Regions from separate parts of the Mus musculus genome. Here region 2 is linked to region 1. A link is a contact called in public promoter capture Hi-C data. All regions are on one chromosome and are shown on one strand. Each heading gives the region's core, a stretch centred on a gene start, on an enhancer-like site or on the middle of the called end of the contact. The rest is flanking DNA. Distances are from core to core; before and after follow the strand shown. Region 1 holds the start of Adarb1 (adenosine deaminase, RNA-specific, B1). Region 2 holds the start of Ggt1 (gamma-glutamyltransferase 1).

Region 1 (6,771 bases), core at 684-3,183:
CCTGAACTACTGATATATATATATATATATCCCAATTCACATTTGTATGTGTTATGATTCCTAAGACTCCGCCATCAAGTCTTTCTGGTCACCAGTGATGGACCAGATTTCAGGTGGATCAACATCTTTCCTATAGATGGAATGATCTGTCCAGTTTCACAGCTATGTGTCATAGTGGGTTTGCAAAGTTCAAGTCCAACATACCTGCTCCTTACATTGAACTGCCTCCCAGTTATGCTATTTTCTGGCATCCTGACCTGTTCTACTTCCAGACTATGAAGATGAAGATATCTTTCTAGCCAATTAACCCATCCATGCATATGACACCACCAGACAGATACCTGGAGGCTGTCAAAATGTCATTTTCTAGCTTCTGTTTATGTGCTCTGTTATCTTCACTTCAAGCTAGTTTTTTTGGCAGTGTACACAGCAGAGAAAGAAGGTCATTCCACTTAATCCTGGTTGAGACCGCAGAGTTCTGTTTTTGCTGTAACAATCCACAATGAACCAAAGATCTATCAAAGCGACCATCTCAGATGAGCATACTTCCTTTGTCCAGATCTCTGTCTCTCATATGTACTTGTGTCAGATCAGCATCTTCAATTCAGTCAATGAGTCACAGGAACACAGGTGATGTGCACAGGGGATGAAAAGGCTGGAACTTGCTCTCTTGTGGCCAAACCACAGCCATTATGAGAAGCAACGAGAGCTAGCTTACTAACAGTAGGTAACACATGACATAAGGGAGTGAGGTCATCTATGAAGCAGAGATGAACCAAACCAGCTGAACACTGCATAAAAGCTGCTATTCATCAGACTTACAAACCATGACTTTAAGTTACTAAGTTCTGGGGTAGTGTGATACCTAGAAACAGACACATTTGTCCTTGTGCACATACTTGTATGTGAAGCTTGACATCCTGGTAGGTGTTCCAAGAGTGATGATCTCTACTTACTTGCCAACAAGTGCACCCGTAGGCACTGCCTGGTGCCCACCTTTTAGGCAGGCTGAAGAATTCATTGAGTGGCTAGCTGGTCCAAAGGACATGTTTTTGTGATGGAAGCAGATGTGGACCGGCTACAACACTACTCCTGTGGTCAGTTCATGCTTCCGATTCTGGACCTCTCCAGGCCCCGTTCTGGGCATAGCACCCCAGGTTAAGACAATCTGGCGAGGAACCACACAAGTTGTTGACCACATCTTGGATGCTCGACACAGTACTTTACCTACCTGCACTTGTCTTTTACTAGACCTTTTTCTTTTTAAACAAACGTGGAAACAGACAATGCAAGCACAAGACACATCTGGTATGCCTAAGAGGTGGCAGAGCCTGAACTTGACCCTGGGGTCTAGGTTAAAAACCGGCCATCATTTCTAGTGACCACCAGTAGACACCCTGCTTCACAAAATCATGTCCCTGCTCCTCTCCCTACTTATTTTCAAGGTCTACGGAGGTGGGTGTCAGTGGCCAGGGCCAGCTCTCAAAACTGGACGAAGGCCCAGGGACGATTCTTGCGGGATGCCAGGGTACCACGTACGGGGTGTAGTAGGTCTTCAAGCGGCGGTCACAGTCGCACTTCAGTGGCTTCGCTCTGATTTTCCCTGCCCCATTCCCAGATCCCACAGGATCTCTAGGATCCTTGGTCCCACCTGTCCCCTTAGGTCCCATCCGAGGCTCCTGCCCGCGAGTTCGAGAACCCCGCCCCCGTCGATCTTCTCGGTGCGTGTCGGAGGCTCCCTTCCGCTTCGAGTCTCCCTAGCGACGCACGACCTGTTTTGGTTCTAACCGCTAACCCTCGCAGTTCCCGCCGCCGCGAGCGAGTCCGGACGTCGGCTCCGGGCAGGAGGCGCGCACGTCAGCGTGGAGCGCTGGCTCCACCCCTGCAAGCGAGCACGCGCGCGCGGCTGCGGCGGCTGGGGCGGGGCGAGCCGAGGGGGCGGAGCCGCCGGCGCCGAGGCTAGAGGCAGAGGCTGAGGCAGCGGCTGAGGCTGAGGTGGCTGAGGCTGAGGCGGCGGCGAGGGGCTCCTAGCTGGGGCCGCGGGGCTAGCCGAGGCCGCCGCAGCGCCCAGAGCCAGACGCCGGCAGCCCGCGGGCGCAGCGTGAGCGGAGGTAAGGCGGCGGGGACGCGGGCGGCCGCGTTTATGTAAGCGCGGGGCAGGTGGCTGAGGCCGCGCAGCGCCGGCGGCCGCGGACCTGACCACCGACCCCAGACCCTATGGTGCGGGGCCCGGGCCCGCGGCGAGCTGCGGGGTCCCTGGCGCATCCCGGGCGGCGCGCGGAGGGCGGGCCGCGGTCCTCTTGGATGCGCTGCGCTGCAGGAGGAGGCTGCGCCCAGGACGGCTCGTCCGCTCCTGGAGGCGCCGCGTCCGCGTGGGATGCGCTGCGCCGCGGCGAGCCGACCGTGCGCCTCTCGGACAGGAGGTTGTGCCCGCGGAGAGGACCCTGTACTCCAGGGAGGGGACCTGTGCCCATCAGAGAGGAGACTGCGCCCGGGGAGGGGAATGGTGTACCGGGCGGAGGGGACCTGTGCTCCGGGGAGGGGACCCTGTACCCCGGGAAGGGACCTTTACCCAGCACAGGGGACACTGCACACCGGGAGGGGGACCTTGTGCCCTGCAGAAGGAAAGCTGCGTCCGGGGATGGGGACCCTGTATCCTAGAGAGGGGACCTGTGCCCTGCAAAAGGAAAGCTGCGCCCTGAGAAGAGACACCCTGTGTCACTCTGAATCTGTGTCCGGGGATGGGGACCCTGTGCCCTGCAGAAGGGACCATGTGCTTGGTAGAGGAAAGGTTGAGCTCTGTATTCTGCAGAAGGGACCAGTGCCTAGCAGAAGGGAGGCTAAGCTCAGGCTGGGGGGTGGGAACCCTGTGCTCTGAGGAGAGGAAGCTGCACCAGGGGATGGGGACTTTGTGCCCTGCAGAAGGGACCATGTGCTCCGCAGAGGCGAGACGGCGCCCAGAGGAAGGGCACAGGGAGGGAACCCTGTGCCCTGCAGAGTATACTCTGAACTCCGAGGAGGGAGACCCTAACCCTATATCCCACAGAGGGAAAGCTACGCCCAGTGAGAGCATCTTGTGTCCTGCAAAGGAGACACTGCGCTCCCACGGGGTGGACACCGTAACCTAGGTGAGGCAGGCTGCTTTTTTGGTGGTCCATGCCCCTTCCGAGGGCTCAGAGCCCACATGGGCGCCGAGCGCCTGGGAGACGAAGTTCCGAGTACCCAGCGCGAGTACCCAGCGCGTCTGCTGTTTGTGGGAGCCATCTGGGACATTAGGGGTTGGAGGTGAATTTTGACGCGCACACATAGGCAAGAGGAAAATCACTGTGTGGTGTCTGTGTGCAAGGGAAATGTCAGATGGGGCTGTGGACGCTAGACTAGTGGCGCCGGAGTCGCCTTTGGAGGACCAGAAAAGTGTTCCGTTCGGGATTTATGAGGGGGATATCCGCACTGGAGTGTCTGGTTGGAGGTCAGTGTTTTCACCTAGCAGGTTTGGGTTACTTCTGATGAGGGCATCCTTTTTTTTTTTCTTTTTTTGAAAATCATTTATTGTATTCCATTCTGGAAGTATAACGAAAAGAAGCCCGATAGCAAACTTGGTCTTTTTACTGGTAGGTGCGGTAATTAAGATGATCAAACATTAGTTTTTACTGAGAATAGGAATAATGTATTAACCCTCTTTGTTCCTTTGAAAGGAAGCTGCATTTTTCCAAACCTGTTTTTGTCTCAAGACAAAACTGTTTGTAAAAGCCAGCTGTTTTTGTTTTTTGTTTTTTCTTTCTCCGGGGATGGATGAAACTTCTTTACCCTTCTTCCTTGAGACAGTTCCCTGGAGGGAAAGAGAGAAAAAAAAGGAGGCAGAAGGTAGGTTGGGACAGCTCCTTTTGGAATGAGAGAATTAATGGTCCCTTGGTACAGGATCCTCCAAGGGGCAGATTCACAGCATGGGCCTCCACAACAGGAGCTTGATAAATAGTGGATGAGACACACTGGGCTGGGTGCTGTGATCCCACAGTGGTGGGGAGGTGGAGTCCACAGGCTTTGAAAGGAATGTGTTCTCCATGCCTGTTAGATGTCAAGGGGTTTCAGAAACTGGGCACACTCAGCTACTTCCACGTCAGCTGTGACGCTCCAGTTGGAAGGAGCAAAGGAGACCTTTCTGCAAGGACATTGTTGAAGAGAGAAACTGATGACGCGTATCTTCCATGATGTGTCCATTCAGTCATTGCTGGTAGGCCCAGACAGGAAGATTAGCTACCAAGAAATAACATCATCCTGAAAGCACATCTTGGCTCATAGGCAAATTCACTTCTTTGTAAGTTTATGTGCCGTAAAGCATTTAAACTGCTTTAGAATTTTTTGGAATAAAAAAAATCCTTTAAACCCATCTTGTCCAGTGAGTGAACAGTCTCTAACTGGTCACGTGCTAGACCTCCCCTCTGGAGCTACAGCGCTGACCTCCACAGCACAGTACAAGAACCTACTGACAGTTTGCCTTCTTAATCACTTTAAGAGTTAGCGTTTAAAGATAAAATTGTATTTACCAAAGTGGAAAAATTTTGCTTGTAGGTTTAAAAAACGTAAGTGTGTACATAATACATCCAGGAAGACAAGCAATGCATGTGTATATAATACATCCAAAAGGTCTGTACCCTACTGCTCAGTTATCTAAGATGTTATTGTGTATGGCTTGTACATTGTCTCAGTAGTGGTGGTGTGTGTGTGTGTATAGTTGTGGTATATTTCAATATAGTTTTTTTTTTCTTGGTACTTTGGAGTGAACCAAGAGCCTAGGACATTCGAGGCAACTCACTAAGCTGCCCCAGGCTGGCCTTGAACTCAATCTATATGCAGCCCAGGGAGACCTCAAATTTTCAGTCCTCCTGCCTTAGGCTCCCCAGTATCTGGAATTATGGACCCGTGCCATTAGGCTCAGCTTTTAAAATATAGTGCTTTGAAGTTTTCCTTAACAGTGTAACAGCAGGATTCTTATTTATACAAGGGGCACAAGGAAGACCTGCTCATAAGTTTTAATCCAAAATTCCTTTATCAGTAAGTTGTATTTAAGAACTGGATTTTAGTGCCTTGAGTGCTGTGATTAGCCATGTAAATACAAAGGACCAGAGAATGCTGTTTAAATAGCTAGGAGGTTTTCTAGAGGCAACTTCTGAAGATTATAGTCAGTGAAGTTATGCATTCATTAGGGAAGTGGTCAAGGTTAGGATGAAGGCTCAGAGAGTCAGTTTTCTGTGTTACTTTCTAACATACGAATTTCCAAGTCCATAATTTGCTGTAGGGGAAATGGTTATGCCTAAAAACCTTTTATTTAATATGTTCCTAGTATGTGAAGGAAGACAAATAACTAGCAATAATTTCACTTAAAAATTATTCACTAAATCAGTGGTGCTCAACCTTCCTAATGCTGCGACCCTTTAATACAGTTCCTCATGTTGAGGTGACCTCCACCTGTAAGATTAGTCCCATGGCTACTTCATAACTTTAATTTTGCTTCTGTTATGAATCATAATGTAGATGTATGATACGGAGACTATCTAATATCTGACCCCCATGAAGGGGGTATACCCCCAAGAGGTCATGACCTCATGAGGTCAAGAACTTTTGCACTAGATTAAGATTCCTTATTCCTTGGTGAGTGTCTTTCTTGAGGTATGCCTTTTGTTTGGAGCGTGGATGAAGAAGATGCAGAGAGATTTACCTTGCCTTCCGTTGCAATTAGGATCATTAATATCAAGTTGTTGTTGCTTGCTTTTAAACAATTTGATAATACCGCCTGCTGTTCTTCCCAGTGTTTTTACTTATGTGGCGCTCTAGGAACATCTATGCCAGTGACTTTGGTTTCAGGCATGATGGGTTGAGTTCAGATGAAGCAGGAAGGGAATGAAAGTAGCTCTAGATCAGTGATTTTCAAACCTGGTGCTGTTTTCTTTCTCATCAGTGGTGCCCGTGTTCCAGGTTCTGTCCTGGTGAGTCTGGTGAGGTTCTGCCCACTTGAGGTTCTCAGTATGGGAACAGTGGCAGGGTGAGCAAGACACTAATGTCTGTGCACCCTGAAGGGCAAAGGAAGAAAGGCTAGGTGGAAGCAGACCGAATAGCTGACCAAGGAGTGTGGGGTACAGCCTGATGCAGCCTTCCAGGAAGAGGAGACTCTGGGGTAAAGGCCTTGACATGTGTTGTTAGCATCAGGGAGCCATTGTGGCCAGGGAGGGAGAGAGAGAGGCAGGAAATGAGGCTGGAGAGATGGGGAGGGCTGCTTCTTGCTGGAGTGTAGAAGCTGTGGTGAGGGATTTAAATTTTAATCCTAGAATGATGGGCGGTCTTAGGAGGGCTAGCCTGCCTGCTCTTCTCCCTCCCCCTTTCCCTTCTAGAGAGTTTTGAACAGGGCAGGGAAGGATGTGATCTGGTTTATCTTTCAACAGGATCATTCTGGCTTGTGGGTTTTCAGGAGCTTGTCATGTGCTAGGCTGTTCCAGGTGACTGTATGTTTGTCAGTTCAACCAGTAGACAGCCTAAAAGGTAAACGTTATTACTGTTCGGTTTTCTTATTAATTTATCTTATTTTTATGTATATATGGAGTGTAGGCGATGTAGAGATCAGAGGACAGCTTCTCAGATCGTCAGCCCTGAGTGCCAGTGTCTCTACCTGCTGAGCCATCTCTGGAGTCTGTTACTGTTATTCCCATGTTATAGATGGGGGTTGTCAAAGCAGGGAACTGTGAGGTGCTCTTTCAAGGTCACACAGTCAGACAGATC
Region 2 (6,301 bases), core at 3,616-6,115, 1.9 Mb after region 1:
TCTGGTACGAAATAGGGCTCTGCCTACCTGTGTGAACCCAGGGGGACCAGGGCACAGGAGCCTGCCGCCCCGTTATCCTGGAGTGTGGTGCACTCCTGTTGCGCAGGTGGCTACACAGAGACTCTGGGAGGATCACCAGAGCCTCTGGAATGGCATGGGACAGAACTGAGGAACAGAACCAGGTCTCCACACATTCTTAGGTGCCCCCAAGTCTATTTGCCCCCACCTACGATGTCCAGCAGCTCAGAGACGATGAGGAGGGCTTTTGGTGTCATTCAGCAGCTGGGGCACAGCCAGACACGTGCTGCTGCGTTCCCTCTCAGCTCCACACTTGCGGAAGGCTAAGTCCCCATCCCCAGCAGTGACCCAGCTCCTCCCTTCCCTCCCCTAGCTGGCTTGGGGTGGGCGGAGGCTTTAAAGGTACAGAAACGACTCAGGTAGCATTGGTAACCTGGAACAGCATCGGAGAACTCAGAGCTGCAGGCAGTCCCCGAGAAGAAACCCGAGCCAGGACAGTCTAAGCGGAGCTTAAAGAAGCTGTATATCAAAGAGGAGGGATGATTTAGGCTCAATAGGGGTCATACGGAGCCAGAGTGCAGCCACATGCCTTGCCCTAGTAGAGGTTATGGCTGAAAGCTTCAGAGGTCCTACAAGATCCAAGGAGTCTGTTCCCCTGAGTGATTGTCAGATCGAGGCTGGCCCTCTAGACTATCTGGGCCACAGAGCTGGGAGGGGCTACTCCAAGTATTTCGGTTAACTGGACTGAAGGAAGTCTCACGCGACCTAAAAAGTCTTCCCTAATTCCTCAACTTTCTAGATAAGGGTAGTCTGGCAGTCTGTGTGTGTGTGTGTGTGTCCCTTAGCAGGGGAAGTGGGGGCATTTCTAAGTGCTCTAAACTTCTCATTGAATGAGATAGGGTCAGTTTCTAACAAAGGGGGCTATCCCAAGCTTCTAGGCCTCAAGATCCTCATAGTCTATTGCCTGTCAGACTACCCTCTCCATATGCTTCATCTGCTTCTATTTCCTCTGAACTCTTTTTCCCAAGAAGCCTCCAACACGGTTGGAAATAACTTAGGCTTACACAAAGGCCCAGTGGGTAAGGTGCTTCTGCTGAGCTTACAAAGGGAGAGCTTGATTAAACAAACCACCCAATGGAAGAAAAGAGGAGACCCCTGAAAGTTGTTCTCTGATCTCCCATGCACTCTGTAGCACACGCATGTATGTGTGTGTGTGCACGTGCATGTGCACACATGCTCTCTCTCTCTCTCTCACACACACACACACACACTCATACACACACACACACACACACAAGAAATAAATGTTGGAGTTGAAGATATGGCTCAGCAGTTAAGAGCGTTGACTACCTTTTCTTCTGACAACTCAGGTTCGACTCCCAGCATCAATAATCTATAAAGTCCAGTTCCAGGAGACTCTGACTTCTTTGAGCACTTGCCCGTATGTGCTGCACAGCCATACATAAAATACACACACATATAAAATAATAAAAATAAAACTTAAATACGTGAACTGTCGTTTATGTGCACATGTGTATGTCTGTGTACGAGAAGGTCAGCGGGGCGTCAGGTACTCTGAAGCTGGGGTCACTGGCAGCTGTGAGCTGCCTGTTGTAGGTGCTGGGAATTGAATTTGAATCCTTTGCAAGAACAGTACGCACTGAGACATCTCTGCAGTGCCAAAATAAGAAAATAGAACAGGGGCTGGAGAGATGGCTCAGTGGTTAAGAGCACTGACTGTTCTCCCAGAGGTCCTAAGTTCAAATCCCAGCAACCACATGGTGACTCAAAACCATCTGTAATGAGATCTGATGCCCTCTTCTGGTGTGTGTCTGAAGACAGCTACAGTGTACTTAAAATCAATAAATCTTTTTTAAAAAGAAAGGTTTAACACGAACAAATAAACAAAACAAAATTCCCAGGGACTGGAGAGATGGTGTCATGGTTAAGACACTGGCTACTCAGATGACTCAGCGATCAAGAGTATGGATTGCTCTTAATTCCCAGCAACCACATGGTGGCTCACAATCATCTGTAATGAGATCTGATGCCCTCTTCTGGCATGCAGGTGTACATGCAGATAGAGCACTCATATACATTATACAAAATAAATCTTAAAAAAAAAAAAGAGGGGGGCTGGAGGTTAAGAGCACTGACTGCTCTTCTGAAGGTCCTGAGTTCAAATCCCAGCAACCACAAGGTGGCTCACAACCATCTGTAACAAGATCTGACGCCCTCTTCTGGAGTGTCTGAAGACATCTACAATGTACTTACATTTAATTAAAAAAAAAATCTTTAAAAGAGAGAGAGAGAGAGACTGGCTACACTGGCTGCTCCTCCAGAGGACCCAGGTTCGAGTCTCATCACTTGCAAGGTAGCCCACAACTGTCTGTAACTCCAGTTTCAGGAGGTCTGATGCTCTATTCTGTCTGTCCTCCGGGGGCACCAGGCACACAAGCAGGCTACCGGCACACATACAAGCGGAAACACCACACACAGAAAATAAAAAACACACAGTGCTTTTGGCGGGGTGGGGAGGCCAGGGCCTAGAGAGGGAGCAGATGTTATGATGGGAGCCAGAGGAAAGGGTCAGAACTAGAGCTGAGACCAAACTGAGGTAGGAAGAAACCTGTAAGCTTAGAGGCTGGAGCTGGAGACTTCCTGAAGAGGCAGCTTCGGACAAGTCATGGGTGGTGTGGAGGAGGTCTCTTGACTTCCCTTGGCCTCACCCTTGAACTCTTAAGGTGTCAGGGCTGGAAAAGCCTACGTGCCTAGACCTTGAAAGTTCGGCTAGTCTGGACTTTGAGAACCCTGTGAGGCTGGTGAATATATCACCATGCTGGGTAACCCATTAACCCCGGCTTGCTCATTAAGACCCTTGCGGGTGTCTCTTTGCTCCTTGGTTTGCTCTGGGGAACTGGGCAGAGGGCAGCTGTGAGAAGGGGTGTTGGTGTGGACACTGGCCCAGCGGGGGCTCTCTGTGTGTTTAATTTCTGCAAGAGCTTTTGCTGGACAGTGTGGCCTAGGGCGGGGCTACACCACCTGCTCCTTTCATCTTAAGGTCACTCCTCTTTTAGGAGTTCATGCCCTGGGGGGACCTTGGCCAGGCAGGAGACTTAGGAACACATTTAGGGGGTGGCTTGGGGAATTACTCCAGCTCCCCTGCAGAGAAGTGGGTTCACAGTGGTCCCCAAGGCACTTCCTGTTTCAAAGGGCTTATCTTCCCGCACTCCATCTTAGAAAACCCGGTCCTAGTAAAGCCAGACTTGAGCTGTCAGTACCGGAAACCAAATGCTGGAGGGTTGCAGCTTAGTGGGTTGGGGAGGGGTTCAGCCAACCACTTCCTGAAACTCTCTTCGTACAGTCCAACCACACCCCATGGTAGTACTGACTTACCTGAATGTCAGGAAGCTCTGGGCAGGGCTTGAACCCCCAGTGGGTAAGGTTCACAGCTGAGGTCGATAGTCTAAACCTCAGAAGTCAGTTCAAGTAATTGAGATGGGTGGGTCCTTCCCTCCCCACACTCCGGTTCTCTTGGGACAGGATCTCCCTCCCCACCCTGAAAGCCAGCAACCCTGAGACTCCCCTGGTAAACTGGTGGGATGAAACTGACTTCAAATCCAAAGTCACAACAGCTTAATGAACGTGAGGATCACAGATTCTCAACCTTCCCTCTGATTTTCCAACACCCTAGAAAAGTCCACCCTTGGGGGGAGTTCTTCATCTCTAAAAGCAGCTGGCAAGTTCTCCCCTAGCGTCGAGCCCCAGCTTGTGACTCCTTCGGCTCATTTTGGATGGGTCTGGTCTCAGACCCTTCTAATCATCCCAGGCCACAGATCACAGATGCAGGGGACACCCATGCCCTGTGACTACCTGCATAGAGTGCCTGACCACACATAGACCACAATGACCAGACAGAAGAATCCGTAAATGGGCCACTGTTACCCAACGGTGTTGAGGAAGTACTCTCTGAATGACCACACCACAGCAAGGTCAGATTTTCTGCCTTCTGCCCCCCCCCCCCGCAAGCCTGGCTTTTTGGTGCTGCCCGTTCACCCCATCCCAGTACTCGCCTTTGGTGTGAGTGGAGCCTGTACTTAGCCAAGCGCGTGGGCCTCCGGGATGGTCAGCTTGTTAATTCCTGGGAGCATTCAGCATCTGGTGAGTGAAGTCCAACTCCAGAATTCATCAGCAGAATAACAGAAATGTGCACCCCATAGCTCCCGGTTTCATGCCTGACCTCCCTGAGAGCTGGGGACCTGGGAAACCTTCCCTTTCTGGCCTTGGTTTCCTCTCCAGAGAGGATCAAGGGAGCTTGAGGACTGGATGAAACAGACAGACTTCAGAAGGCTCCAGAGCTCTTCAAAGCCTCAGTGTTAGCCTGGCTCTGACTCCCAGCTCTGCAGTCACTTCTGCCCCCCTTCCTGCCCGCCCCCCTTCTCAGGTGGCATTTATTGTATCACCTGGTAATTATCTGTGCTGTCTGGCATCTCTAGGGGGGGCTGGGAGGGAAGCCCTGTCTTACCCATGTCCTGGTCTCCTCACTCCCGCCCCTACCATCACATGCCACAGTCTGCAGGAAAGCCAACTAACTCACTTGTGTCTCACAGCCTCCTGGACCACAAGGCAAGCAAGCACACCTGTCCACCCACAACCTCCCTGCGACTTAATTGGTACCTAAACCGCCCAACAATTTCCCTACACTCCGTCCTCAGCTTACCCAGAGCTCCCTTCCTCTTTACATCTTCCATGCTGAGCTATATCACATTGCACATAGAGTCCAAGTCTGAGCCACCCGCTGTGTCAGATGCCCAAGGTCAACAAGTCCTAACCTGAGCTAAGCAACTACCTTCCACAAACCTCTACCAGCCACAGAAGCCAGAGTCCAGCCCTTCAGAAGCCACCCCCTGCCTCTTCACTGGTCCCTTCCAATTGGTGTTATCTGTGACCTCCTCCAAGCCACACCTAGTACCCTCCCCCACCACTCCTATCACCTGGTGACGCTTGCTCACCAGTGGTTTGCAAGGCTGCTGTTACCTTAATGGAACATTTTCCTCTCCCGCTGGAAAACCCTTCAAAGGCCCCCATTTGCCCTGCAGAGAAATTCTTGCCTTGCTGGTGCCTGCCCCTGCCCTTTCTCTGCCCTCAATGCTCCTGCCAGGACATTTTACAGGCTAAAGTCGTCTTCCTTCAGACTCCGCTAACTTATGACACCTCCCAAAATCTTTCTTGGCTCCCAATTCTGAGGAAGTCTAGGCTGCATGCACAGTGCCCAGTCCTGAATGGATCGATGCTGAGGAGTGAATGGTTAGGCTCACTGTAAAGTAAGAAAGAGGGGCTAGGTGTGGCCCAAAGGTAGAACGATCGCCAAGCATGCCAAAGATCCTGGACTCAAATATCAGCACTGATAGGAGAAGAAAAATGTCACAGAAGATTAATCACGTTAAAGAATAAAGGCGCACTTATGCAACACTATGCTATGCCAGTCTCTAATCCTATAATGCCATCGCCATTTTACAGACAAGGAAACCGAGGGTTTCAGAGGCTTCTGTGGTGTCTTGTTTTTTTTTCCCCCTTCCACCAAGTTCATGCCCACTAGGGAGAGCTCAGAGTGTGACCTTATTTAGAAACAGAGTCTTCACAAGGTAATTAGTTCGGATGAGATCATACTGGATTAGGGTAGGCCCTAAATACAGTAATTAGTGGTCTTACAAGATGGCCGGTTGGGTAGTCGCACAGGGAAGACAGCCATGTGGAGTAGGAAGCTGAGGTCAGCGCGACACAAGTACAAGCCAAACAGCCTCAAGGATTGCCAGGAAGCTCAGAAGGAGGGGAGGCAAGGAAGGATATGGCCCCATAGTCCTGGGGGCAGTGGGGGAGAGGTGGGGAGCACGGCTCTGCTTACATTAGATTTCAGGCTCCCAATAACCGGGACTTGCTGTTTTAAGCCATTGAACTTGGGGCGCCAGGTTGAAACCATCACAGGACCCTACTTTGTCTATGGCTACACACTCGGCCAAGAGCAACACAGGGAACGGAAAGCCTCTTGCCGCCTTTCCTTCTGGGGAAACTCCGTCTGCAGGCAGAAGACCCATTCCTGACAGAGTAAGCTCAGGGAAATGGTCTCCACGGAGGATCTATCTGCCTCCTTCCTCCCAGAGAAGGTTTCAAAACCATTCGGTGGCTGGGCGTGGCAGGTCAAATCTACTTTGGAAGTAGATAGAGGAAGATCAGGAGTTCAAGGTCATTACCAGCTAAGTAACTGAAACCAGCCTAGGCTATG

Evidence for each region. Promoter capture Hi-C pulls out the DNA fragments that hold promoters and counts their contacts.
Region 2: a promoter capture Hi-C map of liver shows a contact between it and region 1, with 5 times the contacts expected there. The contact joins the promoter of Ggt1 here to the promoter of Adarb1 in region 1. A contact is called at or near these places in 1 of 39 promoter capture datasets (liver) and 1 of 9 other capture datasets (pancreatic islet).

Annotation. Positions count from the first base shown.
Region 1 is chr10:77,413,435-77,420,205 of GRCm38.p6, reverse strand. Adarb1 (adenosine deaminase, RNA-specific, B1) reads left to right here and starts at 1,933. Exons shown (of 11, transcript NM_001024837.2): 1 at 1,933-2,111. Gm17769 (predicted gene, 17769) reads right to left here and starts at 1,830. Exons shown (of 1, transcript NR_027377.1): 1 at 1-1,830.
Region 2 is chr10:75,562,696-75,568,996 of GRCm38.p6, reverse strand. It overlaps Ggt1 (gamma-glutamyltransferase 1), which reads right to left and starts at 4,865. Exons shown (of 15, transcript NM_001379537.1): 1 at 4,739-4,865; 2 at 4,092-4,176.